3 separate regions of the Mus musculus genome follow, and all the other regions are linked to region 1. The links are chromatin contacts, called in public HiChIP or PLAC-seq maps. All regions are on one chromosome and are shown on one strand. Each heading gives the region's core, a stretch centred on a gene start, on an enhancer-like site or on the middle of the called end of the contact. The rest is flanking DNA. Distances are from core to core; before and after follow the strand shown.

Region 1 (3,877 bases), core at 276-2,775:
ATGGTTCTCCTATGTGACTTTATTTATTTATCTATTTATTATGAGAGTATCCCTAGCGCAAGCTAGCCTCAAGCTTCCTATGGATTAGGATAATCTCGAACTGATCATACCTCCACATCTCAAGTGCCAGGACTGCAGTGATGTACCACCAAGCCTGGCTTACATATCACTAGGGATCAAACCCAGAGAGAGAGCTTCATGCACTTCACCCACTCTACTACCAACTGAGTTACATTCCCAACCCCTAAAGGTGTGATTAAAAACAAAAACAAAAAAACAAAAACAAAGTTTTAGGCTGACAAGATGGCTCAGTAGTTAAGAATGCTTGCTGCTCTTGCAGAAGACCCAGGTTCAGTTCCAAGCACCACAACGCAACAGCCCACAAACATCTGTGATCCCAGTTCCACTGGACATCTGGGACTTAATATCCTCTTCTGGTCTCTACAGGCAATTGCGTAAACATGATGCACGGAAAATACATTTGGACAAAATATCCATACAATTTTTTTTTGAAAGATTCTAATCAAGTGGCTGAGAAACTGGCTTAGAAAACGGGTACATGAAGAATGATGGATGAACTGAGTTCAATCCCCAGGACACTCTTGATAGAAGAGAACTCCCCCAAGTTGCCCTCTGACAGATGATCATCTTGCTTCTCTAGCTCACCAAAAAAGCTGGCGTTTCACTTGAGCCATCTGCAGAAGGCAAGGACTGGAGTTAATAATCGTAAAACAGCTTAGCGCTTTCACCATGAAGGGTATTTCAAGGGCTGGCCTTCAGGCCGGCTCTGCTCAGCTGATCTGTGGAATGGACTTAGGGTGGAGCTCTCCGCCACGCCCCCATGCATGCGCCCCAGGTGAGCATGTCAATTGAGAGGATGTAACATCTGTCATGGCTGGTGCATGGCAGGGGCGGAGCCACCACAACACCCTGAGAGCCCGGCAGAGAGTCCAAAGAATAAAGAAGTACAAGGAAGTACATAGTTCTCCAGCCAAGAGAACTAAGGGCAGCTCTCTCCAAGCAGCACTTTTGGGGTAAAGAATAGGGATGATCCTGGGTGTGACCTAAAAACATGTGAGGGAGGAGAGCCAGGTGGAGCATCTGCTTCAGAGCCCTGCGTGCTGGGGTTGGACGTGGGTGGGCACCTCTGAGTGTTCAGACCCTCCCTACTGTGTCTGGGAACCCTGCAGGCCAGGAAAGGTAGCCTACCACCTCCCTCTAATGGAGTTTGCAAACCAGGGAGGTAGCTGATAACCGATACCGGTGGGGTCCAGCCTACGGTCAGTACAGAGAAAGCAGGGTTTCGGAGATGCTTATGGCTAGAGCGAGCGAAGAATGAAGAAACAGATGGAAGATGCCTGAGAAAGGACTCTTAAACCACGGACCATGATGTAAAGTAGAAGAACGGGGCGTGGGTCCAGCCAGGGTGAGGCTGCCACTCGGCCCGCCCAGCAACTTCTAGGACACAGTTGCTTCCTGGAGGAACCCTTGCAGCACAGGGCGTTTCCGGTGCCTTCCTGGGCAGGGCAGAGCAGGGCAGAGCGGGGCAGAGCAGCTGTGTAGTTTCCATTCCCCTGAGGGTGGCATGGTTGAAGGAAGGGCTTAAAGCAGCTGAGGAGGGACAAATGAGCTGTCACTGGTGGGGGTGGTGAGGACCCGGGCCAGAAAAGTGCAGGCCAAAGGCAGTGGTGGCAGTGAATGGAGTCTTTAATTTTTTTTTAATTAATTAATTTTCTCTCCTTCTTCTCCTCCTCCTCCTCCTCCTCCTCCTCCTCCCCTCCTCCTCCTCCTCCTCCTCCTCCTCCTCCCCTCCTCCTCCCCTCTCTTCTCCTCCCCTTCCTCCCCTCCTCCCTCACATGTTTTTAGGTAACACCTGGGCTCGTCCAACTCCGTACCCTAAAACTATGAGCCAATTAGAAAATGCTCGTAGTTTGCTGGCCTTTAATTCCAGCACGGGGGAGGGGAGGCACGGGGAAGGGGCAGGGGGCACAGATACAAGCAGATCTCTGTGAGTTCAAGGTGAGATGCCAAATCTCTCAAGTTCAGACTTCATTTAGAGAACCTGACCTAAATTTGAACAAGTTGCTACTCCACAACAACAACAAAAAAATTAGCCTAGCTCTAGTCTCTAGGCTAATCCCCAACAAAACCAGCGTTTCCAGGCTATACCCTCAACAAGACCAGTGTCTCCAGGTTATTCCCCCAACAGACCTGCACCCCAGGTCACAAGCCCACACCTTGCCTAAAGACCACCAATGCAGAGGGGAGCAAAAGTTAAGGGTTTTTTTGGTTTGGTTTTTTTTTTGGTTTTGGTTTTTTGGTGTTTTGGAGACAAGGTTTCTCTCTGTAGCCCTGGCTGTCCTGGAACTCACTCTGTAGACCAGGCTGGCCTTGAACTCAGAAATTCACCTGCCTCTGCCTCCCAAGTGCTGGGATTAAAGACATGCGCCACCATGCCCGACCCCACAAGTTAAGTTTATGATATGACTCACAGCACCAGCCAATTATGTTAAAGGCCACGGTAGCTCTCCAATTAGATGCTTGCCTTGCCCTAATAGACGTTTCAGGCTTCCCCACCACCAAAACTGTCTTGCGTGACCTTGGGGTGGGGGTGGGGGGGCGAGCTAGCTCAAACAGAATAAAGACCCTGCTGTGAGTTGCCTCAGCTTGGCTCCTGTGTTCGCTGGCACAACAAAGGTTTGGTATACAATGCAATTCCTGGACAGCCAGGGCTGTTACAATGAGAAACCCTGCTTCAAAACGAGGACACAGAAACAAAACCATCAAACAAAAAGTAAAAAAAAAAAAAAAAAAAGAAAGAAAAAGAAAAAAAGAAAAAAAAGAAAGAAAGAAAAAGAAAGAAACAAGGAAAAGAAAAAGAAAAAATAAACAGAAAGAGAAAAAGAAAAGAAATGTCCACAGTTCTTCTGGCCTGAGACGCCTTCCTTGAACTCTCTGGCTGGGCTCTCAGGGTGGTGTCTCCACCCCTGCCACACACCAGTGATGAACAATGCTACTTCCTGTCCACTGTTACTCTCACCTGGGGAGGACACACTGAGGGAGGGGGGGACCTCTGCTCTACCTCATTCCCCCTAAATCAGCCCACCCTGCCTGAAGGCCAACCCCTGAAATACTCTTCCCAGTGAAAGTTACAATTATTGACTCCACTCTCTGCCTTTCTACAGATGACCCAGGAAAAAGACAGCATTTCTGGCGAGCTAAAGTAGCAAAGCTGGCTCAAATGTAGCTGGATGCCTGTCAAATCTACACTTGTCTTACATTCGCAGCTTGACCCAGTATGTACCTCTTATACATTTCATAGAAAATATATAACAAAATATATTAATTTTAAATTGGCCAGAAAATAGGATATTTGATCAAGAATGCGGCTAAGAAATCTGACTGGTGACAGGTCAGGCCTATGGGCTTCCAGAACTCAGCTTTGAGAAGCTGTAGTTCTGCCGATGACCACAAGGGGAAGAGCTGCTCACCTGCTGGCTGGAGAGCCTAGTGGGCCTTCCTTCCCCACCCCCACCCCCCACCCCTGCAGGCCAGGACCTGACTGGGATGGATCCACGCTAACTGGATCAAGACCGGAATTCATGGAGACAAGATCAGTGAGTCAGGATGATGACTCCCACGCAGTGAGTCCCACGCATGGCAGCAGAAGTAGAAACCAACTGGTTTTTGGTTTGGTTTGGTTTTTTTATTTTGTTTTGTTTTTTAATCCATTTCAAAAGACTGAGAATCCCCGCACTCACGACAGAGGCAGGAGGAACTCTGAGTTAGTCCAGCCAGCTCTACAGAGCGGGTTCCAGGATAGCCAGGGCTACACAGAGAACCCTGTCTCAGAAAACAAAAAGACAGAGAGCGGGGG
Region 2 (4,294 bases), core at 69-2,568, 78 kb after region 1:
GAGCCTATGGATTAGTAGTTTTCATTAAATTTGGATTTTTCTAGGGTTTACTATATATTCAAATATAATTTTTTTTAAAGATCTGATTATTTTTATGTATATGAGTACAATGTCGCTGCCTATTACAGATGGTTGTGAGCCACCATATGGTTGCTGGGAATTGAACTCAGGACCTCTGGAAGAGCAGCCTGAACTCTTAACCACTGAGCTGTCATCTCTCCAGCCCTGTTCAAATATTCTTATATTCCCCCTTTTTCCTTTGGAGATATCACACATGTTTATATTAGAATGTCTGGGGCTGGAGAGATGGCTCAGCAGTTAAGAGCACGGACTGCTCTTCTAGAAGTCCTGAGTTCAATTCCCAGCAACAACATGGTGGCTCACAACCATCCGTAATGGGACCCAGTTCTGGTCTGTCTGAAGACAGTTACAGTGTACTCATATAAATTAATAAATAAACAAGTAAATCTAAAAAAAAAAATGTCTGACATTTTCCTTTGGTTGAATGATACTCTAGTCTGCTATGTTTATTTTTTGTTTCATTTTTAATGCTATTTTTTGAAGATCCCCATTAATTTCTTTTGTATTTCATTGATCTGACCTAGTGTGGTTTTCTTCTCGTTGTTTTTTTCCCTTCACCTGAAAGTCAGGGATTTTTGAATATTTATATTCCTTTCCTCCCTGTCCCCTACCCAAGTGTTGTGCCTGTAGGTGTGCACTGCTGTGCTTAGGTGTGTATTGCATGTCCAGCCCAAGCTGCACTTCACACATGCGGCACACTTGGATCGTTTCTGTGTCCCTGTCTACTGATTCTGTCTTTGTTGTGAGTCTGTAATCAGTACTACGGGAATCTTGCTTTAGAGTCTAAGTAGTTACCTGAATAGTCTGACCCTGTGTGCTTACCTGGGAAGCCCTGGAGAATTCTCTCGTTAGGTGGCCTGAGTAGTAGACTTGCAATATCCAGTGTGACAGAGACTTAGTAGGAGTCCTCTCTTGATCAGACTGTTTAGTTTCCCTCTACCCTTCAGCTCTCAGCATGGTGTAGTCGGTCCCCTCCCACAGCTGCTGCAGATCTGCCTGGAGTGTGGACAGATGTGCGGCTGTAGTGAGTGTTTTAACACAGACTTGTCTCAGCCTTAACTCTTCACATAAGTATTTTTCATGGTTTGTTTTCTTAACATAAGCCTAGTAGTTGACATAGGAGTATTTAATATTTGTCTAGTGAATATAAATACTAATTATAGTTTGTAGTTCTTCTCTAGTAAATAAAGCCAAACACTTCCGCTTTGGTGTCTTTATTATAGAATTGACTAACTCAGTGTTCCCCTTCCTGTGTTTTCTTCACCAGCTGTTAGTGTTCTCTGTGAGCATGGAAATTTGAGGTTCTTTGTTGGTTGGTTGGTTTTGTTTTGTTTTGAGACAGGATCTCGCCATGTAAGCCCAGTCTGTCTTAGAACTCATTATGTAGATCAGATCAGGCTGGTCTCAAACTCAGAGTTCTGCCTGCCTCTGCCTCCCAAGTGCTGGAGCCATTATGTGAGCTAAATATTTAAAAAAGTTTTGATGTTTTTGTTTTGGGTTTTGTTTTGTTGTTTGTTTGTTTGTTTGTTTGTTTTTGAGACAGTAGGGTTTCTCTGTGTAGCCCTGGCTGTCCCACACTTAATCTGTAGACCTGGTTGGTTTCAAATTCATAGAGATGCAGAGATCCACCTGCCTCTGCCCCCTGCAAGCTGTGTGCCACTGCAGCAGGGCTGAAGTCTAGTCACTGAATGCCTTTGCGCTAGTCTCTGGAGCCACTGACTGTGTGCTCCTAGAGGCCAGTAAGACTGGGTGGAGAAAGGAGGCCTGTCCCTGAGGTGGTGCTGGGGTGATTTTATGGTATTTGTACTGCTGTAGAAGCAGGCACTGCTTCGGCAGGCAGGGCCCTTGGAGTTTCAGCGCACTATAAGGATATTTCTGATGTCTCTGCTAGTTGATGTGGATGACTACAGCTCAGAGTCTGATGTGATTATTATACCTTCAGCCCTGGACTTCGTCTCACAAGATGAAATGTTGACACCCTTGGGGAGGCTGGACAAGTATGCTGCAAGTGAGAACGTATTTAACAGGTACGTGGGTCCTCCTCAGTAGGGGCACAGTCGCCCACCCCAGAGGAGGTGGCAGGTGCAGTCAGGCCCCAGCTTCAGCCTGATTGATCTGTATTGCATTTGTCCTCCACGACCCTGGTGGGTTGCTGGGTTAATTGATTACTATCCCGTGGGTTATTGGGGACTGTATCATTCTTCTGCCAGCTGGTGTGATGCGCTTCCTGCCAGTCATTCCTCTGGAATCTCAAGTCTCTGTTGAATTTCTTTGACTGTAGATAACAGAGCTCATCATAGGAGATACGACTTTTAACGTAACGAATGTGCTTTACCACTCCTGTGATGAGACGATAATTGAAGTGAAAATTGAGTCACTAAAATTTCCTAATTATTTGGATAAAGCTTAAAAAAAATTGGTAATAACCTTATCAGTAAAATCATTACCAAATTTTGCTTTTTAGAAATTACAGATTTAGTATGTGACTTGCAGTAAGAAAAACTGTCTTTATGAGACATAAGGATTCTGTATTTTGAATTCTAAATAACAGGTACTAGTGGCACTGAACACTATCTGACTTTCTCCTGTAGACAAATGGTGGCCCGGAGTTTGCTGGATACTCTGAGGGAAGTCTGCGATGATGAGAGAGACTGCATTGCTGTCTTGGAAAGAATTAGCCGATTAGCTGATGACTCCGGTATGTGTCTACAGAGAGACAGCACATTGTTTCTAGAAAGGCTTTTGCCACTGAACCTGTCTTTCTAAGCTACTGGAGAGACGAGATAGAAGATTTCCCAAGACCTTGGCAAGTGACCCCACCTCTAACCCCAACACTCTGGAAGAGCTTGTGTTCCAAAGCTATTCCGTACTACACAGAGAGATCCTTTCTCCCCCCCCCCCCAAATTCTTTTTTGAAAGGAAATTATTAACTTACTAGTTCTATGTGAAAAAAAAATCCAGTTTACATATGTCCATTTACTTAATTTTGGAAATTTCTCATCAGTATAAATGTAAGAAATTAGGTTACTTCTGTGATTTATGTTAACATAACCATTTTTAAATTATTTAGAGTAAATTGGAAGAAGTGGAAAGGGCTTTAAATGTTTGTGGGAAAATAATACTTCCTGTCTGATTTACATGAAAAACATGGATTGATCGCTCTTGGTTTTGCTTTGGTCTCTCTGTGTAGCCCTAGCTGTTCTGGAACTCTCTGTATAGACCAAGTTGGCCTTGAACTCACAAAGATCCTCCTGCCTCTACTTCCTGAGTACTGGGATTAAAGCGGCATGCTGGTATGCCTGTAAAATAAAAATTAGTTTATTGTTCAAAGACAGGAGCGTTTTTTTTTAAAGAAAGAGGTAAATTTAAGCCTGGTGTGGTGGCTCATGTTGGCAGTATTAACTCTTAAAAGACCAAAGTGAGAGGATTACTTTAGTTTGAAACCAGTTTGGTTTTTAGCATAGTAAATTCCTGCTAGTCTATCAAGAGGTAGGGAGTGAACTTAATTTGAAAATTAGACAATAATAATGTGATAATGTTTTTTTTTTTTTTTTTTAAAGATTTATTTATTTATTATATGTAAGTACACTGTAGCTGTCTCCAGACACTCCAGAAGAGGGCATCAGATCTTGTTACAGATGGTTGTGAGCCACCATGTGGTTGCTGGGATTTGAACTCCAGACCTTCGGAAGAGCAGTCGGGTGCTCTTACCCACTGAGCCATCTCACCAGCCCATGATAATGTTTTTTTAAGATGTGTTGTTTTTTAATTGTGGTACAATAAACATAATATAGAATATGCTATTTTAAAGCAATGTATGTGTGGTGTGTGCATGTACATGTGTGCAGAGGTCAAAGGAAGGTGTCAGGTCCTGCTGTATGACTGCCTATTCCCATGGCACAGGGTTTCCTACTGGACCTAGAACTGGCTGTCTGGGAGGAATACTGCACAGCAAGTTCCTAGGGACTGCCTGTCGCCTCGGGCTCTCAGTGCTGGGCCACGAGGGTCACCCCCATGTCCACAGGAGTGTCGACGATCAGAGCTTGGGTCTCCTACTTGCTAACTCCCCAGTCATTTCTTTATGTGTATCAGTACACTGTAGCTGTCTTCAGACACACCAGAAGAGGGCATCAGGTCCTGTTACAGGTGGTTGTGAGCCACCATGTGGTTGCCGGGAACTGAACTCAGGACCTCTGGAAGAGCAGTCAGTGCT
Region 3 (4,071 bases), core at 892-3,391, 100 kb after region 1:
CTCCAGCGCCAGGCTGGAGAGCCTCGAAGGCTGTGCTGCCAAGACACCTGGGCACTCTGCAGGTGACGTGCCTGCTCCAGTGGACAGCTCCTTACTCTGTACTTTGTCCTCAGAGTCTCCTCAGGAAGCAGCTAGCAATGATGAGAATGGTAGAAAGCCTGACACCAACAGCAAGTCTGCGTCCCGGCCAGACGCTGGCACCAGCTCCCCAGAGGCCACTCCCTTAGACCAGGACATGTTCAACTCCTTCCATTTCTGGAGGACTCCTCTACCTAAAATAGATCTTGATAAAGAGCTCCAGCAGGACCCCGAGGAGAGACTCAGCCCAGAGAGAACAGGAGATGTACCTGCAGCCCCTCTACCAGGCCCTCCCAATATCACCATGGCTACCCGGAAGGAACTAGAAGAAATGATAGAAAACCTTGAGCCACACATGGATGACCCGGATGTGAAAGGTATGGAAGAGTCCATTGTACTATTTATTTAAAGGTGATTTTAAACATGCCCTTTAAGACAACATTGCTGGTCTGATTTGTGTGTCTAAGATGGCTCCTCTCTGCTGTTTGTTGTTGAATAGATGTGTTCACTCAGAAATCACCTTTTGCAGTTATTCAGTGTTTAACATTTGTAATTTTTAAGTTCTGAGTTCTGCTATATTCACTTTGCTCTGGGTCTTATTTTTAAAGAAGTGCTGTAGTCTATATGGTGGACATAGATTTCTGGGTTTTCACATGTAGGGTGTTTTAAGAGCTTTAGAGTTTTTTGTTTGTTTATGGTTTAAGAGCTTTATTGTAGAAAGGCAGGGGGAAAGAGAGAAGGTAGAAAGAGAGAGAAACCGGACGTGGTCACGTGAGAGAGGGGGGAAGGGAAAGAGAGAGAAAGAGAGTAAGAAAGGTGAGGGCTAAAGAGTGAGCTTTAGACTTTTACAAGAATAATTTCTTTTTCAAATTTGTATTTTAGAGGTGGGGGACATCACATACATGGCCCATGTCCTCCACTGTGGGCAACTGAACTGGTTGTTGAGTCCTAAAGAAAGCAGTCTTCTTACCAAGTGGACGATGCATTAAGTCCTTAGTGGGAAGTGGGGTGTTGCGAGGCTCTCCTTATTCTGCCTGCGGAGCTTAGGAACAGGGTTAGGAGCAGACGCAGTCAGATGGTGCTCAATGTTCTTAGGACTAGGCATGATGATGCACACCTCTAATCCCAGCACTCAGACCGACCTCTGGGAATTCTAGGCCAGCCTAGCCTATATAGAAAGTTCCAGGCCAGACAGGTCTACATGAGAATTTGTCTCTAAGAAAAAAACAAAACAAAAAACTTTTAAATCCTATAGCTGCAAACTTTTGCAAATCTTCAGATGTAATACCACATTCTGGATGGTTTTTACCCTTTTTGTTCCCAAAACTAAAATTTCTAAACTATCAGTTTGCTCAATTTTGAGAAATACCCATTTTTAAGCAAAAATAAAGTAAAATCTTAAGTAATTCTTTTACAACAGAAACCTTTCTTTTGGTTTCTTTGTTTGTGGGGAAGATAAGATCTCATTCTGTAGCCCAGGCTGGCCCCAGGTCTTCCTGCCCCATTGTCCTGAGAGCTAGGATTATTACAGTGTGACACGACATAAAACCAGCTAAAACCTTGTTTAAACTTTGAAAACTGTGGTCTGTGTGTTCAGTTAGCTGCCTTCTGCACTTGTTTTCATTTACTATGACTTTTAAGATTTCCTGTTGTAATTTTATACCTGAAAAGCATTAAATTTTATTACATCCTTGGTCCCTAATATTATTTTAATTTAACTGAATTTGATTTAAACTATCTCTCTGCACAGATGGGTATAATCTTGAATCCACAGGGGACAGAGAACGTGCTGTATTGTATTGTCTCTCTGAGTCTGGCTTATTCTGCACAGCATGCTTTCTAGTTGTGACCTTAATTTTGAAGATTCACTGGGGTATAGTTCCTACGAGTGGAAGCCACTGCCCTTCTGAATGAAGTTTGTGAGATGTGAGAAGTAACCCAGTGGCTAGTGACACAGCGGAGGTGGAGAACAGTTTCCTAGCCCGAGCATGGCCCCACCCTCTCTGAATCTTAGGACAGACAGCTCAGTGACACAGCAGCTCTGAGTCGATGGCGCAGCTCCTCAGCAGAGCCCTGCACTGCCTTCTCCCTTCTTCTCGCCCATCCTCAGCCCCCGATGAGAGGAAGCGAGCCATGCCCACAGCAGCTACCGTCAAGTGTTTGATGTGTTATTTCCTTTAGCTTCTTGTTTCAATCTCAATAATCAACCTCAGTTTTAGTAACTTCATCTAGCTTTAGTGACTCTCATTTTATTTTCCTTAAACTTAATTTATATGCAAAAGGCCAGCCAGTCTTTAGATCTATTCCAGGACTCTTGTACCTGTTAGTTCTCTAACACATTGTGGGCACTCAGTGAATATTAATAGAAATATTGAATGCACATTTTTTCAATAAGTAAAATGATAAACTTTTTAAGTTTCATAATGTGTGTTTTTGGAGATGGCTAGTATATTTGACTTAAAATTATACTGTAGTTAAATTTCATTATTAATATTACATGGTAACTTAACTATTTACATGCTTACATATGAATTATGCTTATAATTCAGTTATGACACCTAGAACAATTTAAATTTGTCATGTAGTGCTTTTAGATTTTATTAAAATCTGAGGACATTTTTGTTTAATCTCTGCTAAGTAACTAGTCTCCATTGTGTTACAAAATGAGTTGAACTTTTAGAAGGGCTCAATGGGGCTCTTTTTTCTTTTCTAGCGGTGCGTTATAGAGCAGGACTTGCCTTTAGTTCTCCAGAAAGCATTGGACTGTTTTAAAAGGTGCACTCTTGATCCAGGGCTAAAAGCAAAGGTCCGACCCAGGAGACCAGTGCTGTGCTGTCCTGTAAACATGGTGTCTTGACAGTAAGCCTGGGAGGAGAGGGAACGTGGCGACAGCCCTAAGGGAGCAGCTCTACACAGACCAGGTCACAGCCGATTGTCTGTAAGGCAGTACCGCGGACTTAGTTTCAGACCGCCTGTGATCATTGACGACGGTCTTTTTTTCTCCTGTGATTTTTAATAGTGAATTAACTGCTTTCACTAGACTACAATAGGGAAGGAAGGGGAATCCTTTTGCTAGCTGTGAGCACAGTAGGCTCTCAGGACAAGTTCAGCAGAAGATCCTACACAGTGAGACACAGAGATGGGAGAGATCCCCTTTGTAAGAGTGATGTGGTGGATCTGCAGAGCTGCAGTCACAGCCGGCCTGCAGCACATGGCCAGCGGCTCACGACACATGACACATGACAGGCTGGACATGCATGGATGGAAAGCAAGTCCATGGGAGACAGGGGACCTGCCTGTCAGACACGCGTGCACTCTGGGACAGTTTGTACAGTCAGCTTGGAGCACACTTCTGCTTTTGCTTTAGAAACTTGAAAGACCCCAAAGAGAGTTAAAATGATTGTCATGGTAACTACAAATTATAGCTGAAATTCTGAGAACAATGCAAATCACCAGAATGTCCCACGAGTAAACACTACTGTTTGCTTTATTTAGGTAATGATGACCCACTGAAGTAGAAGTTCCTTGAGCACAAGTCTTGAATGCGCATGGTCAGATACTTAATGCATTTAGAGAAGCCCGCCCCTACCCTCCGCCACAGCCGCCTCAAAAAGAGAACAGTCCCAGGAATGAGAGTGGGCTAGTGAACTGGGAACAGCTGTACTCAGGGGCACTCCACTGTCTCAGACTCACCACCCTTTCTAAGTCATTTGCATAGCACCTGCTTTTGATAGTTTCATACACACACACACACACACACACACGCACACACACTACTGTCTACTACCCCTTTAATCTCCCTCTGTACCCTGTCTTGCCACCTCATCTCCCAGTGGCCATACTATAAAGATGATACCCCACCTCCTTCAGCAACCAATAACAGCTGCTCAGGGGAGGTGTGGCCTCATGAGCACCCCTCTGTGTATGATGGGATGTTGGAGGGCCCCTGCTGATAGTTCACAATCACAGCAGCCATGTCCTCTCCATGCAGTT

What was found. HiChIP or PLAC-seq counts read pairs in DNA pulled down with a chosen protein or histone mark.
Region 2: an H3K4me3 HiChIP or PLAC-seq map of microglia shows a contact between it and region 1, with 4 times the contacts expected there. The contact joins two enhancer-like sites. A contact is called at or near these places in 5 of 484 Hi-C or Micro-C datasets (MC3T3-E1-derived osteoblasts, bone marrow-derived macrophages, cardiomyocytes and 2 more), 8 of 115 datasets of contacts at active chromatin or transcription factors (the HPC-7 cell line, bone marrow-derived macrophages, double positive thymocytes and 3 more) and 3 of 9 other capture datasets (adipose tissue, liver and pancreatic islet).
Region 3: an H3K27ac HiChIP or PLAC-seq map of microglia shows a contact between it and region 1, with 3 times the contacts expected there. The contact joins two enhancer-like sites. A contact is called at or near these places in 4 of 484 Hi-C or Micro-C datasets (the CH12 cell line, cardiomyocytes, nephron progenitors and 1 more), 7 of 115 datasets of contacts at active chromatin or transcription factors (the HPC-7 cell line, double positive thymocytes, embryonic fibroblasts and 3 more) and 3 of 9 other capture datasets (adipose tissue, liver and pancreatic islet).

The regions. Positions count from the first base shown.
Region 1 is chr17:65,722,941-65,726,817 of GRCm38.p6, forward strand. All of the region lies in intron 1 of Rab31 (RAB31, member RAS oncogene family), which reads right to left. Among named protein-coding and RNA genes, the nearest start is that of Rab31, 48 kb to the right of the region's middle. Within about 2 kb of position 1,526, at least 152 of the 459 cell types and tissues checked have an H3K27ac peak or open chromatin away from gene starts, as enhancers often do. A contact at or near this core is called in the CH12 cell line, the HPC-7 cell line, memory CD8 T cells and 1 more, where this site is marked.
Region 2 is chr17:65,801,188-65,805,481 of GRCm38.p6, forward strand. Ppp4r1 (protein phosphatase 4, regulatory subunit 1) reads left to right here. Exons shown (of 20, transcript NM_001114131.1): 3 at 2,024-2,108; 4 at 2,673-2,779. Among named protein-coding and RNA genes, the nearest start is that of Ppp4r1, 20 kb to the left of the region's middle. Within about 2 kb of position 1,319, at least 18 of the 459 cell types and tissues checked have an H3K27ac peak or open chromatin away from gene starts, as enhancers often do. A contact at or near this core is called in microglia, where this site is marked.
Region 3 is chr17:65,824,335-65,828,405 of GRCm38.p6, forward strand. Ppp4r1 (protein phosphatase 4, regulatory subunit 1) reads left to right here. Exons shown (of 20, transcript NM_001114131.1): 11 at 1-455. Among named protein-coding and RNA genes, the nearest start is that of Ppp4r1, 43 kb to the left of the region's middle. Within about 2 kb of position 2,142, at least 42 of the 459 cell types and tissues checked have an H3K27ac peak or open chromatin away from gene starts, as enhancers often do. A contact at or near this core is called in the CH12 cell line, the HPC-7 cell line, memory CD8 T cells and 1 more, where this site is marked.